2 separate regions of the Zea mays genome follow, and region 1 is linked to region 2. Evidence: chromatin contacts called from public Hi-C data. All regions are on one chromosome and are shown on one strand. Each heading gives the region's core, a stretch centred on a gene start, on an enhancer-like site or on the middle of the called end of the contact. The rest is flanking DNA. Distances are from core to core; before and after follow the strand shown. Region 1 holds the start of LOC100273431 (Transmembrane emp24 domain-containing protein 10). Region 2 holds the start of LOC109940599 (serine/arginine repetitive matrix protein 1-like).

What was found. A called contact is a pair of places that touch in the nucleus more often than the background predicts.
Region 1: a Hi-C map of tassel shows a contact between it and region 2, with 2.0 times the contacts expected there. The contact joins the promoter of LOC100273431 here to the promoter of LOC109940599 in region 2. A contact is called at or near these places in 2 of 25 Hi-C or Micro-C datasets (ear and tassel).

Annotation. Positions count from the first base shown.
Region 1 is chr6:121,472,104-121,474,803 of Zm-B73-REFERENCE-NAM-5.0, reverse strand. It overlaps LOC100273431 (Transmembrane emp24 domain-containing protein 10), which reads right to left and starts at 1,262. Exons shown (of 4, transcript NM_001147868.1): 1 at 939-1,262. The coding sequence starts at 1,142. LOC111589576 (a long non-coding RNA gene) reads left to right here and starts at 1,544. Exons shown (of 3, transcript XR_002748659.2): 1 at 1,544-2,700.
Region 2 is chr6:121,300,660-121,303,359 of Zm-B73-REFERENCE-NAM-5.0, reverse strand. LOC109940599 (serine/arginine repetitive matrix protein 1-like) reads left to right here and starts at 1,422. Exons shown (of 3, transcript XM_035960298.1): 1 at 1,422-1,434; 2 at 1,994-2,155; 3 at 2,688-2,700. The coding sequence starts at 1,422.

The sequences.
Region 1 (2,700 bases), core at 13-2,512, 170 kb before region 2:
TGCCCATAGTGCACCTTGTCACTTTGATCATCAAATCTTGTCTTCGGAAGTTTGTAAAATTCAATCTGGATCTGAAGTTCTCTAAAAGAGTCAGCAATTGAGCAGGGTTCAGGGTGGAACTCCAGTCAAAAATTTTAGTCTAGACTAGACTCTAGTGACACTATATGCATTAACTCGTCTGCTCATGCACACAAATGATTACAAGGTACTAACTACTAAAACAATCTATTAATGTGTATTTTGGATATAAAAATATATTAATGTGCATAACACTTAGGTATATAAACAATCACAATAGCAAGCACAATCCAACATCTGCTGCAACTTAGTGTTATGTTCAACCCCATTACATTAGGGCTAATAACTAAGAATGGTAATATAAGAATTCGATTCCCAAGAGAGAATGAAAACCAAGCATAGCACATGCTAGTTACTTGAGAGAGCGCCATCCAGCATAGCAGTACCCAAATTGAAGATTATCCCCATCTGAAGCAATGGCCAAGTGCAGTTTTGACTCATAAATCAATTTCCCTAATGTCTCGAAACCATGAATTAGTAAGGTGATACTATGACCAGATTCATGATGAATTGTCAACTTGCAGATTTCCCCTTGTACAAAATTCACGCTGAGCTACTTAAGACTAATTTGTAGCGAAAGAGCCCCGTACTAGGAACTAGAACACGTATAATTCCTCCCTCCATCAATCTCCCCTAAGTGCTAGTTTTGACTCGTAGAAGCTCAATCAGACAACAACAAAATTGCAGGGCTTAATTCGCACGAAAAATAGCGCAATCTAGCGCCTCAGCTGCGTCCCAATTCGCCTACACCGAGATCACAGAACACACCGGTTCACCGGCCCAGATCGAGATCAAACACGAGAATGAACGAGACGAAACCGCACGCCAAGGGCATCCGAGAGCGAGTTGTGGCCGCGTACCTTGACGGCGACGGTGGGATGCGAGCTGGGGTGGGACTCGTACATGATAGCGTAGTCGGCGAGCACTACGACGTTGGGCTGGATCTCCTCGGAGACGCACTTGGTCCCCGACGGCGGGAGCTCGAGCCACACGGCCTCTGCCACCGGTAGGAGAAGCACCGCCGCTACGGCCAGCAGCAGCGCTGGAAAGACCGACGCCGCCATCCCCGCCGGACGATCTGGAGGCGGGCGTCTCTCTCTGACTCTCTCCCGGTCGCGGTGGAGTCGTGGGAGCTTGGACTTGCACGAGGCGATAGGCGAGGGCAATGGCTTGCAGGGGTAGGTTGGGAACGCGAAGGTTCGCACCTTAGACTGTCCAGCCTATATATCTTTACTACCCTATAACACTCTATTACCCTATAACACTCTATTATAGACCGTGCATCGTGTTCTGCCCTGCACCCGTAACCACGCCGACGCACCCAACCTCGCCCCCATGCCGCTGACTACGCGACCTTGCTTTCTAGCCACCACGCTGGGCCCACATCACCCCACGCCGCTAAGGCGCCAAGGCACCAATTGTGTGACCTTCTTTTCTCACCCTTTCCCACCCAACTGCCCTGCCCTCCCTCCCCGAGATCGCGCAACAAGTCCCCCTTTTTGGGAATCCCCTCTGGCCTGGACGGCGGAGGAGGCATCTTTGGCATCGATCTCGGCCGAGCAGCTCGACGTGGAGGTGTACGCGACATAGTGTGCGGTGCAGACCAGCCTCACACACCTCATCTAGGACAGCAACCAATTAGGGATGCACTGATGCAGCAGGCGGCGTTGCGTTGGGGACGTGTCGCGGGCTAGCCATGGCTAGCAGCTAGGCGGCGTCGACTATCCCTGTCCAGGCTAGCAGGCTATCGGGCCCCGTGCGGGTGCTTGTCTCCGAGGCCATCGACGAGCGAGTGGCGGAGGGTGAGGAAGGGGATGGCGCGATGAGGCTATTCGTGGGCCTCCCGTGGACGCGGTGGTCTCTGGCAGCTAGCATCACCCTTCCTCCTTCCTGTTGGATTGGTTTCGCTTGCACTCACCAGGACACGCATTTCAGGTGACGAGAAGACAGACCACCTGAAGCACCTCGAGATCAGCCCCAAAGATTGTCTTCGATATCCAGGTGAGGGTAACAGCAGCGGCTGCATCATGTGGAAAGATAACATCGTTGATGTCAAGTACAAAGAAAATGGGCAGGATCTCTATCTTGGGCTGGCAAACTCTGAAATAGGTAGCAAAAACTGAAGCAGTCAAGATTCTGATGCAAAACTCAACATCTTATCAGCTGCTACTAATAAATACATTTATGTAGCTACAAGGAAGAATATGGGGCGTGTGGCAAAGATCTCGGTCCCGGTGATGGCTTCTGTGCTTGCACTCATGGCCACCGGCATGTACCTTGTTTGGATATGCAAGCTTAGAGGTACAATTGGAGGGAGCCAATATATTCACCATAAAGAACTATCCAGCTCAGTTTTTTTGTATTGCTAGCATAAGGTTTATCAATAACAATTGGAGTGGCTCTTCCTGTCAGCCAAACGTCAGAACAAGGATAATTTGAGCAAAGCGATCCTAGGATACTTGAGTGCGTCAAACGAACTCGGTGATGAAAAATGTAGAGCTTCCATTTGTCATCTTTGGAAACAATGCAACTGCAACAGACAATTTTTCTTCTGAGAACATGCTCGGGCAAGGTGGCTTTGGGAAGGTTTACAAGGTCAGTAATAAAAAATGCACACATCTT
Region 2 (2,700 bases), core at 173-2,672:
TTTCCCTTTCATGTGTCCATACAGCGCTCGAGGACAAGCTAGCCTAGGAGGAACTGAAGTCCCGTCTCATAGAGCAAGAGCTCAGCTAGGTGCAGGAAAGCATGGAAAAAGGAGTACGACGAGCATGAGTGCCTTTGCACCACCGTCCGATTAGCGTGTGATGACCTCTGGGTCGTCAGCGAAGGGACAAGCTAGTTCGCTGATTAGTTAACTTACCGAGTTTCAGAGTCATGCATGCCAAGTCATTAGGGTCACATTGTACTTCAGTGTCCGTCGGGCGTTCGTGGTCATGCTCTCTCATTAGGACAACATCGACTTGCCAATGATGAGGCTCCCGACTGACCAATCCGAAGAAGAGGTCCTTCCCAAGAAGGTCTAGCCAATGTCAGTCTTGTTGCAAAACTTAAGTCGAGCACATGTATTGAACTGAATGATTTTGTGTATGAAGTTTATTTTGTGAAGATGTTGGTTATATTCATCGTAGTGCTACATTTGATCGATAATTTGTTCTGCACTTGGTGTTCCTTTTGTTTTGTTAACACAATACATGGTCATGTTTGATCGTTGTAAGTTTGAAACTAGAAAGATTAGCTTTATATATGGTTCTTAGATAATAAGAAGAATGATAAAATAGTAATGGTTGCTTGCATCAATGGTATCTAGGCGATTCCATTCTATATTTACATGTAATGCACTAATGTCTCTTTAATTGGGCATCTATTTCACTTACATTTGAGAAGGAAAATATGCATTCCTGACAAATGTTGGAGTTCCTTGCCTGAATTGCTAATCTCTGTGCTGCCTTTAATTGTGCCTACTATTTTCTGCGCATATGGATTCCGTCATTTAGGCCATACTTGGTTCCCACTTCCTAAAGTTTAATGACTAAAATCAAGTCAGTTTTAGTCCCTAAACTATCAAACATGGTGACTAACAGAGCTCTTCTAAACTTTGTCACCAAGGGACGACTAAAGGTGACTAAACTTGCACTTTCACTGGATTTCCCTTCTTGTATCTCGTTAGTTAGTCGCAGCCACCTACACTAAATTAAGGGTAATCTTGTCTTTTATACACAATAATTAATGCTCTTTAGGGCCCGTTTGGCAAAGCTCCAGCTCCTGCTTCTTTAGCTCCAGATCCTGATCCTTGTGAGGAGCTGATCCTCCTGATTCTCCTAGAGAATCAGAATCATTTTTAAAACCGTTTGACAAGTAAACTGATTCTTGTCTTCTGAAAGTTGGTGGTCTGTGGCGATTGTCTGTTTTACCCTTTGCAGTTCAACTTTGTTATAAACTAATAAGTAGGATGCATATATGGAAAAAAATTATGAAACAATAACATATAAAATATTTCCATCATAGTAGTGCATAAAATGGTCTCAAATGTTTAATCCATAAATTGGCTCGTTATGTTTTTGTCCAATGCCAATTGCAGGTAATTTCGATCAAACTTTAAGGGGAGGTCCATATTTGGTTGGTTGAGGAGCTGTTTTAAGGGAGGGTGGAGCAGGTTTTTTTTAGATCCCACCTTTCTTCACAAAAACGACTCCCGATCTTTCAGCTCCACACGAGAATCAGTTTTAAAAAATACCCGTTTGGCACGGCTCCTCCAGATCCTCGCTTAGAATTAGGAGCTGGAGCTGTGCCAAACGGGCCCTTAGTCAGTTTTAGTCTCTAAAACCAAACAAGGTATTCTGGGGATTAAAGTTGTCCCAAAATTTTAGAAGGGTGACTAAAGAAACTAAACAGGGTCTTAGTCCCTTTTAGAGACTAAACTGCCAAATACAAGGACTAAATGAATGAGTACGACATGCTTGGTTGCATGCCTAAAAGAACTCCCTAAATCAAAATTTTGGAGAACTGGTATGAAAACATCTCTCCAGTAATTTCCTAAAATAACTCTCCAAGTTTATCAACTTATAATCCAACCCTATGTACTCTTCAAATGTAGCTGTCCTTTCACCACTCCCTAAATAAAAAAAATCGTGCCAAAGATTTCCCCATTGGGCTATCTCGCGCCTTTACTCCTCTCCCCGCCGCCGTCACAAACACACATAGGTCCGACTTCCCTGCCTCCAGGTCCAACTTCCCCTCTGCCAAGTACAGCTACTCCGTCGCTAGGTACAGCTTCCTCGCCACGGCTGCTCCGCCACCAGGTTAGGCTCCCCGCTCCTACTAGTTCGTGTTTCTTGCCGCTGTTCTAGTTCTGATCCGTCTCCCTGTTACCGACGCTCATCAACGGAGGCGGCAGTGGCGGTCGCTGGGCAGCCGGACCTTGCTCGGCAGTGGCGGTCAGCAGATCACGTTCTTGCTAGGCACTTGCTGCAAGCTGTGTGCATGGCTGGTGGATAGACTTGGCCTGGCGGTGGGGCACCATGCAATAGCCAGAGAAGACGAGGAAGGAAACGAAAAGGAATACAAGGATCTGGCCCACAAAACTGATTTCAAATTTGATTTACTATCTATATATATGTGGAACAGTTGGAGATCATAATTTTTTACGCTCAAACCTCAGTTACCAACTCCCAACACTATTTTTTAAGAACTACCGGAGTTGCTCTAAGATGCCAAAAATTCTAGTTGATTATACTACCGTTCACCGTATAATATTCTTTTTTAGTATAATCTCATATATTTTGTGCCATATGACTTATGAGTTATGAGACATTATTGCCCCCACGCAAGCAGGTCCACCACCGGG